Regions from separate parts of the Sus scrofa genome. Here region 2 is linked to region 1. A link is a contact called in public HiChIP or PLAC-seq data. All regions are on one chromosome and are shown on one strand. Each heading gives the region's core, a stretch centred on a gene start, on an enhancer-like site or on the middle of the called end of the contact. The rest is flanking DNA. Distances are from core to core; before and after follow the strand shown. Region 1 overlaps RAD51B (DNA repair protein RAD51 homolog 2). Region 2 overlaps LOC110261623 (a long non-coding RNA gene).

Region 1 (5,918 bases), core at 1,784-4,283:
GTGAGGAGGGAAGGAGGAGCCGGTGGAGGGAGCCCACAGCAGGGAGGGGATGCCCGGGTGGGGGTGGGGACACCTGAGAGGGCAGGTGGCCAGTAGCGAAACAGGGAGTGGCTGAGGGGTGACTCTAGTGTGAGGAACGGCACGGGAAACATCCCAGGGGGTTTGAGGGAAGGTCTGCCCTGAAATGCACAGCCTCGAGGAAGCCTGCAGGGGAGCCCAGGGCAGGCCTGACAGGCCTCTCTCTGAATGTGAGTCCATGTCCAAGGGGAGGCCACCAGAGTTCCCGTTGTGGCTCAGTGGATTAAGAACCAACTAGTATCCATCAGGATGCAGGTTCAATCCCTGGCCTTGCCCAGTGGGCTAAGGATCCAGCATTGCCGTGAGCTGTGGTGTTGGTCGCAGAAGCAGCTCGGATCCAGCGTTGCTGTGACTGTGGTATAGGCTGGCAGCTACAGCTCCGATTAGACCTCTAGCCTGGGAACCTCCATATGCCGCAGGAGCAGCCCTTAAAAAAAAAAAAAAAAAAAAAAAAAAAAAAGGACAAGGAGAGGCAACCGGTTTACGTAGGTTCCAGGCACAAGTTCAGTCTGTCCCCCCCATCACCTGCCATCCTCAGCCAGGCTCTTGAGAAGCCCCCAGCCCCCTCTGCTCACCTTCCGGCTTGTTTCCTGTCCCCACCTGACCTCTTCACACACCCCAGCTTCCTCACCACTTCCCGAGGAGGAGCCCCTGTGCCTTCCTGCCTCCCCTTCCAGGCCATTCTCAGGCGCTCCAGCATCTTCAGAGCAGCACCCCTGCCTCTACCCAAGCTCCTAAACCCTACCTGGTCTTCCAACCTCCTCCCAGAGCCTTCTTCATCTCTTCCAAGAAGCCTTTGCTGGGGGACCCTGCTAGCATCCTCAGTCCCCCCCACCCCCCCATCCTTGGATGTTTCCCATAAACCCCCTTGTATGGGGGGTCAGCATCTTGACTTAGCTGTTGCACCATCTATACTGTAAACAAGGACCAGGGATTACAAGTCCTTTGGTCCTGCACAGACAAATACCATGACATGTACATGGAGCCCCTTAAACCACGGCTGATTGAATGGACTTCCCAGGACCAGCCCAGGGCCAGGTTACTGGTGGAAGGGGCTGGTAGCGGAGGCAGTCAGCCTCCCAAACCTGCCTGCCGCCTTTGGTTCTGGTCCCTAGAAACAAGTCCCGTGGGCTTGAAGAATGACTCCTCCTGTCAGAGGGGATGCCCTGCAAAGGGTCCTGATAGCTCTTATTATAGGCAAAGTGGCAAAGGCAAGGGGACTGTTCTCAGCATTTCCTGCCTCTCAATTGAGTGAGGACAGACAGATGATTTATTGGGCATTTCCTAGCCTCTCCTTCACCATAGGAAACCAGTCTGAAAAAAAAAAAAAAAAAAGGTGCAAATTTTAAAAAGATGTGTGGCTGTTTTGGGGTTGGGGGGGGAAGAATTCCTGTATATCATTAAAGTGAAAAGAGAACACTCTCTAACAGCAGGAGCTCTGATCTAGAGGCATACTAACCATAAATCTCCACCAGCCCTTGAGAGCTCAAAGCTCTCAAAAAAGCTGTCCTGGTGCCGGGAGGGAGTGGGGCAAGGAGAGAAAGGCTGTGGAGTGTTGTCCTCTCTCATTTCCCTGTTTCCAGATGACCAAGCTTGGGCTTAGGATGGTGGCCACGTGCACTTTGCCATCAGCCGACACCATGGAGGGGTGTGGGGTGGGGATGGGGGGACGGGGGTGGGGGCCGGCTGTGAGTGCCTTCATAACCTGTCAGATGTTGGGTTTGGTTGGAAACGGTTAAATATCTCCATCCTACCCCTTCCCCTGAGAGAGAGAGAGAGAGAGAGAGAGAGAGAGAGCCAGGGATGGAGTTCTGAGAACTGCAGGCTCTGCAGATGCAAAACCTATTGAATACAAAGGCTTTGCTTCCCTTCCATTCTGCAGTGGGCATCCTGTTAGCTTCCCAGGGCCTCCCTCAGCAAGTACCACACACTGGTGCTTAACTGGGTGGCTTAAAATGATGGAAATGGATTCTCTCATGGTTCTGGAGGCTAGAAGCTGAGACTGGGGTGCCTGAAGGCTCTAGGAGAGGAGACTCCTTTGCTTTCCTAGCTTTAGGTGGTTGCTGAATGTCCTTATAGTTCCTTGGTTTGTAGATGCATCACTCCAAAGTCTGCCTCCATCTCCACATGGCCTCTTCCCTGTGTATGTCAGTCTCTATGTCACTACCCTTCTTATAAGGACACCAGTCATGTTGGAATAAGGGTCCACCCTGCCCTAGTAGGAGCTCATCCTAACATAGGTACATCGGCAAAGACCCTATTTGCAAAGAAGGCTTATAGTCACAGGTTAAGACTGCACTGTAGCGTTTGGGGGACACAATTGAACCCACAATAGGAATCAAAGGTTTATTGCCCATGGTTTTTTTTGGAAAGCCTTAGGTAACTCAGGCCCTGTGTGTGTGTGTACATACATATCTGTATATGTGATTTGTCTTTATATATGGTGTTTATATATACACATAAATATCTACACACATATATATGCATATTATATTGACATACGTACACATATAAATACCTATAATAGGTATTTATAATTTATATGAATACTGTCTATTTGTATTCTATAGTGTCATACGTATGTATGGCATTATAAAAATACAAATGATAGGTATATGTGCTTTATGACACAATGTAAGTAAATATATATGACTATTTATCTATGGCACTATATAAATACAAATCATAGGGACCGTTCTGAGCAATGCCCTCATTTTTTTGATCTGGAGAAGAAGACTGAAGCTAAGCTGTTCCCTGTGGTTTTCCCACTGAAGAGATGGTGGGAAAGGGCTGTGTTGGTCCAGGCTGGACTCTGAGAAGGACTCGGGCATGTGGGATGGACAGAGGCGCTGTCTGTCCAGTGGGGTGGCCCCAGTGCCACAGAGCAGCCACCCTGCTGGCCCTGTTGCGTTCCCTCCTACTCCTCTGAGAAAACCTGGACGCAGAGATGGGCACAACTATTTCTGGAAGAAGCAGCTGGCCTCTGTGCACCGGAGCTTCCCCACACTCACGCCATCTCCCTTCTCTAGCTCCTCCTTGTCCCACTTTTTTGACTAACAGTCACATTTTCACTTGAGTGACTTGCACAGAGCATGCCCAGCTGTTATAGGTGGTCCCCAAAATAGCACCATTTTCCCTCCAAATGAGCTGAGAAATTATTTTCACGGAGGTCCTCCTACATGCCAAGTTTAAAGCACTTTGTGTTCGGTCGTTTTGGAGTTGTTGGTGAGTTGAGGAAAAACTCTTCCTTTTCCAGTTTTATAAAGGATTTTTTTTTTTTTCATTTTCTCAAACTCCAAACTAAAGGCTTAATCTCACGTTCTGGACCCTGTGGCCTGCCCAAGATATCTTTCATTAATGAACTGAGGACTCGGGGGTTTCTTGGGAGCTGCCTCCCTCCTGTGCCTTTGAAAGTGACCTTGGAAGGGGCGCAGCCTCTGCCCCAGGTGGCCTACCTGGGCCTCCCCCTGCTCTCGCCACTTCCAAGGCTGCCTGACTTCCCTTCTCAGAGCCCTGGGGCCTGATTTCCTTTCCATCCTGCTTTCTGGGATCATCCAAAAGGAAATGGCCAGGCACTCAGGAATGCCTTTTAAAATGGGGTTCTGGAGCCATTCTGCTTGGAACCTTTGCTGGGCGGTTTTGGCCAGGCCTTCGCCTCTCCGGGACATGCAAATGCACTGGCAGAGATATCGTGCAGCCTCCTCCACCTTCCTTCACCGCTCCTCACTCCCTCTCACCCCAGCTTCTGCACTTGAAAACCCCCGTGCCTATACCCAGATGAACTCGGAGCTCTTTGCACAGGGCCCACCGGCTCCGCAGCCTCTGATGGACGTGAGGCAGAGTCCAGCCTGACACTGCCTGCTCTCTCTATGGCCATGTTCTGCTCATGATCAATACATCCTAATTACAGAAAGCCTAAACTGTGGGCCTCAAACTTTGGGAGCCTTAGAATCCATTGGTGAGCTTGTTAAAAATGCAGATTTCAGAGTTCCCTGGTGATTCAGCCGGTCGAGGATACAGCATTGTGATTGCAGTGGCTCGCGTCGCTACTGTGGCGCAGATTCCCTGGCCCAGGAACTTCCTTCTGCATGCTACGGGTGCAGGACCAAAAAAAAAAAAAAAATTTCCAGCCCCATTGCTGGGAATCTTATTGAGATTTCTGGCAGAGCCTTGGAATCTGCATTCTTGAAGCAACCTAGAGTATTCCAGTGCTGGTCATCTAGCAGCCACCCTTGGAGAAATGTGGCTTAATCCTTGGTCAGGCTGGCTTACTTGGGGCTTCTACTCTGCAACACACTGCCCAGGCCACATGGGGCAGTGACAAGGAGGAAGTAAAGACCAGGAGTGTGAGGGTACAGACTGAGACACAAATATAAACCAGGTGGACGTGGGCTTGGGCCCAGGGAGCTGGGTGGAGGAAGGGTAGTTCCAAATGTGACTGCACAGGGATCAGCACTGCAGGGCTCCATGTAGAAACACTGCTGGGACAGTGATTAGAGTGACCTTGTGACCTTCTGCCGCCAGTGCAGGTGCTAGAAGGACCTTCTCCTGTGTGGGGGACAGGCTGTGAGGCTAGATGGCAGACATCACTCCTATATGCCATATCCTGAGGAGGGGAGCTCAGCTTCTCCTCAGAGGCAGCCCAGCATGGAACTTAAAAGCACTGGCTTTGGTCTCACCCTGCCTGGGTCATTGTCACTTGTCTAATCTCCCTGGGCAAACTTGAGAAGGCTACACACCTGCTTTCTCTGTACCTGGGTTTCCTCCTCTGGAAAAGGAGGACAATAATACCCAATTCCAAAGATTATCTAGAGGATTAAATGACATTATATGCACAAGGTTCTGAGCAGTCCTGGAAGTAGTAAAGGTTCCATGAACATGGGCTACCACCTTTGTTCTCATAGCTGCCCCCTGCCTCGCCGAACAGCTCTGAAGCTGCTTTTCATAGAATCAGACCACATGAGTGATTTGGATAGTCCCTGAATATCTTTGTCCCCTTGTTCCCAGAAAGCCTCTGGTTTTCCCTTTTCCTCCCTCTGAAAGCCCTTGACACCCTACAAGGGCCAGTTTGGAATAAGCAACACTTACGAATACATCCGCCTTCCTCTCTAAGTGACCCCAGCGCACAGGCCATTTACAGCCTTCCCAGGGTTATTGAAGGAAGCGCTCAACAGATGGGGACCAGAACCCTGCAACCGAAAACACTGGTTTTGAATTCCAAACCTCTGCCCTGATGAGGGCTCTGTGATCTACAAGGTGAGATAGGGAATTTAAGGTTGGAATCGAAGGCTCCCAAGGAGATGGAGAAAGGAACATCACATACGCAGAGGACCAGACAGCACCCAGTTAATCCCCCTGCACCTTTGCGACGCTGGCTGGGGTAACTGCTGTGCTGGTCTCAGCTTCTGAAGATGCTCTGACTCAGTTTCCCCCTATAGGCTCAAGCCATCACAGGGTGTTGTGGCTCAAGGTAAACGACTTTCCTGGGTAGTGCAGGTATGGGAGCATTGCTAGTATTGGCTCTTTGTCCTAATAATCAGCTCTGAGAATGCTATAGCTTTATAAATAAAAGACCTTAATTTGTCAGGATAACCAGGTAACCACAAACCAGCCATCCCCTACAGCCTCATCAATAGCCTGTATCTAAAAGGTATCCTGCTGGGGAAAGCAATGCTGTTTTGCACTCATCTGGTACAAGGCACAGATGTCCCAAGGTGAGTATCTCCTGGGCCAGAAAAGCAAAAAGGGATGAAGCAACATGGCGGCACCACCGAGACTCAAAACACTTGGAGCATTTTCTAGGTGGAGACCATTGCCTCCACATCCAGACACTGGCTGGG
Region 2 (5,918 bases), core at 942-3,441, 87 kb after region 1:
TTTGGAGTTTATTTGGAAATTATATGCAGTGGGTTTCTAACTTAATTTTTCTCTCAAATTTCTAATTTGTTTCGGCTTTATTTGCTGAATAAAATCCTCCCCTTCTCAATGATTTGTGGTACCTCTTAGTCTTATTCTTAAAGAAAGACCCACTTTTTAAAAAAAGGGACCTCATGTCATTTAATCATTCATGTAGTCAAATATTTGCTGAGCACCTTCTGCAGGTCAGGGACATACTTAAGATTTCTTCCAGGGAGTTCCTGTCATGGCTCAGTGGTTAACGAATCTGACTAGGAACCATGAGGTTGTGGGTTTGATCCCTGGCCTTGCTCAGTGGGTTAAGGATCTGGCGTTGCCATGAGCTGTGGTGTAGGTCGCAGACGCGGCTCGGATCCCGCGTTGCTGTGGCTCTGGCATAGGCCAGTGTCTATAGCTCCGACTCGACCCCTAGCCTAGGAACCTCCACATGCCTCGGAAGTGGCCCAAGAAATGGCAAAAAAAAAAAAAAAAAAAAAAAAAAAATTTCTTCCAGCATTAAAATTCTAAAGACAAAGGAACTTTAACTTATTCTCAAATCACTGGAGGAAATTGACATAATTTGCTTCACTGGTTGGTTTTTATTTATGTGTTTTACATTCCTTAGTTTTACTGAATCTTAATTTTCTTCATCTCCTTTCCAAGACTTTTACCTCTTATTGCTGTTATCCTGTCTTATTGCATTGGAAAAAACTTCAAAATGATTGTGATGTATTAAACCTATATAGTAAGAGTAATAGCTGACATCCTTATTTTATTTCCACTTTAAATGAGACTACTGCTAATGTTTTGCCATTAAGAATAATAGCCTTGGGATATATGTATAACTGAATCACTTTGCTGTACACCTGAAAGTAACACAAATCAAATATACACTAATGTAAAATAAAAATTAAATTAAATTGAAAAAATAAGGCGCTGAATACATAATAATAAAAAAAGAATAGCTTTGGCTTTTGATTTAAGATAAGAAGCATTTGCAGAGTTCCTGCTGTGGCTCAGCAGGTTAAGAACCTGACTAGTATCCGTGAGGATGTGGATTTGATGCTGCGTTGCCACAAGCTTCGGCGTAGTTTGCAGATGCAGCTCAGGTCCCGGGTTTCTGTGGTTGCGGCGTAGGCCAGCAGCTGCAGCTCTGATTTGACCTCTAGCCTGGGAACGTCCATGTGCCACAGGTGTGGCACTAAGAGGAAAAAAAAAAATTGAAAAAAGAAGCATGTTCACACTAAGAGATTTTTTTAAAAAAAGAAAAAGCAAGAATGATTGATTAATTTTATTTAATGTACTTTGTAGAACTGATTAAGGTTCTTGTGCCATTTTTATTTTTATAGTTTTCCATTTGAAGTGCAAGTACCGTTTGTTAGCCTTTAGAATTACATAAGGCAGAACTAAGGTGAATACATACGATCCCCACCACATTATATCATAAGGTACTTTTGTGAACAGCAACTCTGAACTTGAACTCTGTGTTAAAGTCTTGATTGCACATGCCTATTAATAAAAAATATTGGGGACCCCCCAAATATATACAAATATACACACACACACATATATATATAAATACATATATTTGTGGTGTTTTGCACTGTACTTTGCATAGTATATATACAATATACATTGTAAAATACAATAAATTAAAATTTTCAAAAATAAACATTCTGGTCTCTTCCCCTTACTCCAAAAAATCAGCTTGCACATACCCTATTTCGGAGACCATTCCTATAAAAGAAGAGTATTAGTGGGATATTTGGGGGTTCCTTCTACCATGGGCACTCACAGAGTCTTGTGAAAATTCTGCACCCTCATTTCTATCTGTCACCAAGGATAACAAATAATGCCCTCTGGAGCTTGAGCATGAAGAATTTTTTAAACTGGTGGGATTAAACTCACTTTTGGCAAAGGCACACACACACTCACACACACAGAGAAAAGCAGGTTATGCAATTCTGCCTGACCTTATGCAAGTTACGCAGCCTCTTTGGGACTCAGTTTCCTCATTACTAACATGGCAGGGTTAGGCTAGAGAGCTGCCAAGCCGCTTCTCGCACTGACATTTTGTGACAGTGATGTTGCTGGCAGCTTGGGGATGGTGGGTAATCAGATCTGCACATCACTCAGCCAGGCAGCTCTGACGTTAGGAAATCAAGCAGAGTCAGTCCTAGGTGGATGACCAGGAGCGCAGGGTGCACTCAGGCCGGTCCTGGCCATCCCCAGGGGCAACCCTGGCACCAGTCAAAGCAATGGGACCTGAAGAATTTGGAAATCTTTAGAAGGAATCAGAGAAAAACAACATAAGGACTAAAGCCTTGGAAAATGGATCCTCTGAGGAAAACTCACAGACATGGAATTCCTCAGGTTAGAGAAGGGCATTTAAGATGGATCGAGCCTCAAGCTCCTGGCATTTGAGCAAATGTTTGAAAGAGATTGTGACAGTCTCAGATGAAGTACTTTTGGGTGCAAAGAAGAGACCTATTCTAACTAGATCCCAGAAATCCACAGCCAGAAACACAAGTGTAACCAGGACTCCCGGGGACAGAAGGCTGTGGGGAGCTCGGCCAATGCTCTCTTAGCAACTTCATGTTCTGCATATTCCCCAAACCTCTGCTCTCCTCTTCTTACTCCCACTTTCCACTTCACGGCAGGAAGGTCAGCTTCCAGCCAGACATCTTGGCCCCCACTCCATAGCTACACTTTCAACACCCGTGACCATTGTCCATTGGCCCAATTTTTCCTCTTCCCAGTTTAGATGCCCCTGAAAGGATTTATTTATCCCAGCCCATCTTTTTGAGCCAGGCCACCCCAGTCGTTGGTCATCATTGGTGGGTCCCCCATAAGTGGACCCCCAACCCTGTTCCAATCATGTGAGGAGGGGAGATGAGTCATGTGTGTAGAACATGGCTGTTTAGGGCAGATTTCCTCAGATAGGCATGTGGGCAAACTGGCTGTGAGAAGCATCTTCAGCTCTTCAGCAAAGGGACCAATTGTCTTTTTTTTTTTTTTTTTTCCGCTTTTTAGGGCTACACCTATAGTATATGGAAGTTCCCAGCTTTGGGATCAAATCAGAGCTGCAGTTGCCAGCCTACATCACAGACACAGCAAAGTGGGATCCAAGCCACGTCTGAGACCTATACCGTAGCTCATGACTACACCAGATCCTTAACCCATGGAACAAGGCTAGAGATTGAACCTTCATCCTCATGGATCCTAGTTGGGGTCATAACTCCCCGAGCCACAGCAGGAACTCCCACCAACTGTCTTTTAATCTGACACTGAAATGAAAATAAAATAAGTCTGATCCTGAGCTCTTCTACGGAAGAAAAATGTAATCGCACCACTCAGGACAGTCTTTGAAATTATCTGGGACTCCTCCTGCCTCAAGGTGCTTTGACACAGGGCTCCCTGGAGGTGGTAGCCTGACCCACAGGGCCTCTGAGAGTCTCCTTTGGCCTGTTGGCCTGGAAGAATAGAAGGTCACTACCCCTGGTGGAGCCTAATTTCACCATCAAGCTTGGCTGATGGGAGATTAGCTATTTGAAGACTTTCCGGTATCTTCGGATTAAGCGGTAACCAGAAGATACCAGAAACCATCCAAGGACTTTAAGGACTTCCCTGGTTGGCTTGGCCTGTTTGCATCTATTCTGAATATCCAGTTTCTACCCAGAACCAATACCCAACTCAATTCCTCTGAGTCACTATCCTCCCATTCTTTGTTACATGTGGCTCTTCTGCTCAGCATCCTGCCCAGAAACCCCCATCCTCTTCCAGCACATAGAAAATAAGACATTCATGAACAAGTGGGTTCATGGCCTTTTCTTCTGTGCTGGCTTTAATCACACTACCAGCCTCATGTAGATGCAGGCAAAAAACCCAACCTCAAATGCAAGGGCCTTGAGAACATAGGGTTCAAAGGAGAGTAAGGCTTCATCTACCCAAAACACAACTACCCAGACACCTCACTATCTAAAATCAGACCAGAATCTGGAGATGAGCCAAGTGACATCTAAGTGGCCAGAATTATCTGCATAGGCGCATATTGGTTTATTTAAAGCAGCATATAATTCAAAGCAACTGTCCCCAGAGGACTAGATGAACTCTTACCCTCTCAGAAAGACTGAATCCCGTAGGAATAGAAAAGGCTGAATTCCTCACTCCTATTCTATTTACTTTTTGTTTACACAGAATTTTAACGAGTTTGCATGTCTGGTTTCTTAACCCAGAACAGGCTAAAAGAAGTTAGGCCATGAGGTCACTACAGGTAAAGTGATACGCTCCCTGATAAAAAGAAAACCCAGGAACCTCTCCCAAAAGCACCGTGATAGGGCCACACATATCGCAAAGGTTTGGGACCTACTGGAAAAGCAGCACAGGGCCTAAAGTTTATAAAAATTACTCTAAACAGAACCACAATGTTCAATTAAAATCAGTATCTTCTATCTTAAACCCTGGGAAGTATGCGACTGTTTTCTAGAAAGATTGCCATCAAAAATTATTGCATTTTAAATGTGATGTTGCTGGGAGCTCCCATTGTGGCTCAGCGGGTTAAGAATCCAGCTAGGATTCATGAGGATGCGGGTTCGATCCCTGGCCTCACTCAGTGGGTTAAAGGATCCGGCATTGCTGTGAGCTGTGATGCAGATGTGGCTCAGATCCCGAGTTGCTGTGGCTGTGGCCATAGGTTGGCAGCTGCAGCTCTAATTCGACCCCTAACCTGGGAACTTCCCTATACCACAGGTGTGACCCTAAAAAGACCAAAAAAAAAAAAGTGATGTCGCAAACGGCAAACCTTTAGCCTGCTGGAAATCTCCACTATCCAGAATGATACAGTGCTTTCTAGATAACTGAGGTTTTACTATAGTTCCATTTGAACCCTCTAGACTTTTTCCTAAAGGACTGTAGGGCACCTCATCACCCAGGGAAATGATGTTACTTTGACGTATATGCTATTTCAGATAAAGCAGCAGGGGCTTAAGGAGGTTTTACTGTATTTGGTTTGCAGGCTCCGTTTGGCACCATCTCTTTAAAAGGCTGCCTGCCTTTGAACTAATCCTCTATTTATAATCCAGCTGGAGAAAGGCCTCAGCAATATATACAAATTCCTAGGATTTACAGAGGGCTGCTCATGTAGCTCTGAGCCCCCATGCAGAGCCCCTGCGTTGGCCCTCACTCTCCAGAAAACCCCCTGCCTCCTCATTGACACATCTCGGTGCCATGGCCTAGGGTCCCCTGGCACATCCGGGAATGCACCCATGTTATCAGTGGGGAGCACAGGACCCATCAGGGGACAAGGGCATGAGCTGGATTCGGCTCTGTAAACACCATGGCTCACACAGGACAATCCACACCGTTGAGATGCCCTTTCCTAAGGGCCACGCACTGAGGCTTTGGGCACTGCTCTCCCCATCAAGCCCCTCTTTGCTTATAACTCATTCCCTCCCCGCCAACTTCGCATTTTCCTTTTCCCCCCCTCGCACAAATTATTGCAAGTCATGGCAGTCTAAATATAGCCCCTGGTCTGTTTTCCAGATGCTGAGACCTTGACATTTTCCTGATGTCTCTCCAGAGGCCGCCTCGCTCTTGCTTTCCTTTCTCCTTCTTTCTCGCCTTTTTTTCCTCCCCGATACTCCTGCCCTCTGCCTCCCAGGCTCCTCTTGTCTTTCCTGCTTTTCCAGTTCAAAGGAAAGTTCTAGAAGCAAGGCCTGAACCTTGGACTGCCCTGTCCCTAGCTCTCCGACAGGGCCAGCAGGGGAGCAGAAATAGAACCAAAGGAAGAGGGAAGAAACAGGGACCTCTAGGCCCCTCAGCAATGAGCTCCTATGAGTTCTTGTCATCCCTTCATTTACTTGCTCCATCCTGGGAGCCACTGAACCCCCATCCTTCCCTTC

Evidence for each region. HiChIP or PLAC-seq counts read pairs in DNA pulled down with a chosen protein or histone mark.
Region 2: a contact with region 1 is called in an H3K27ac HiChIP or PLAC-seq map of skeletal muscle. The contact joins two enhancer-like sites. A contact is called at or near these places in 5 of 47 Hi-C or Micro-C datasets (embryonic fibroblasts, epiblast stem cells, heart right ventricle and 1 more) and 1 of 2 datasets of contacts at active chromatin or transcription factors (skeletal muscle).

The regions. Positions count from the first base shown.
Region 1 is chr7:92,253,143-92,259,060 of Sscrofa11.1, forward strand. The region is part of intron 11 of RAD51B (DNA repair protein RAD51 homolog 2); the gene reads left to right. Among named protein-coding and RNA genes, the nearest start is that of ZFP36L1, 240 kb to the right of the region's middle. Within about 2 kb of position 3,034, at least 2 of the 83 cell types and tissues checked have an H3K27ac peak or open chromatin away from gene starts, as enhancers often do. A contact at or near this core is called in skeletal muscle, where this site is marked.
Region 2 is chr7:92,341,015-92,346,932 of Sscrofa11.1, forward strand. LOC110261623 (a long non-coding RNA gene) reads right to left here. Exons shown (of 3, transcript XR_002345986.1): 3 at 4,740-5,918. Among named protein-coding and RNA genes, the nearest start is that of ZFP36L1, 150 kb to the right of the region's middle. Within about 2 kb of position 2,192, at least 3 of the 83 cell types and tissues checked have an H3K27ac peak or open chromatin away from gene starts, as enhancers often do. A contact at or near this core is called in skeletal muscle, where this site is marked.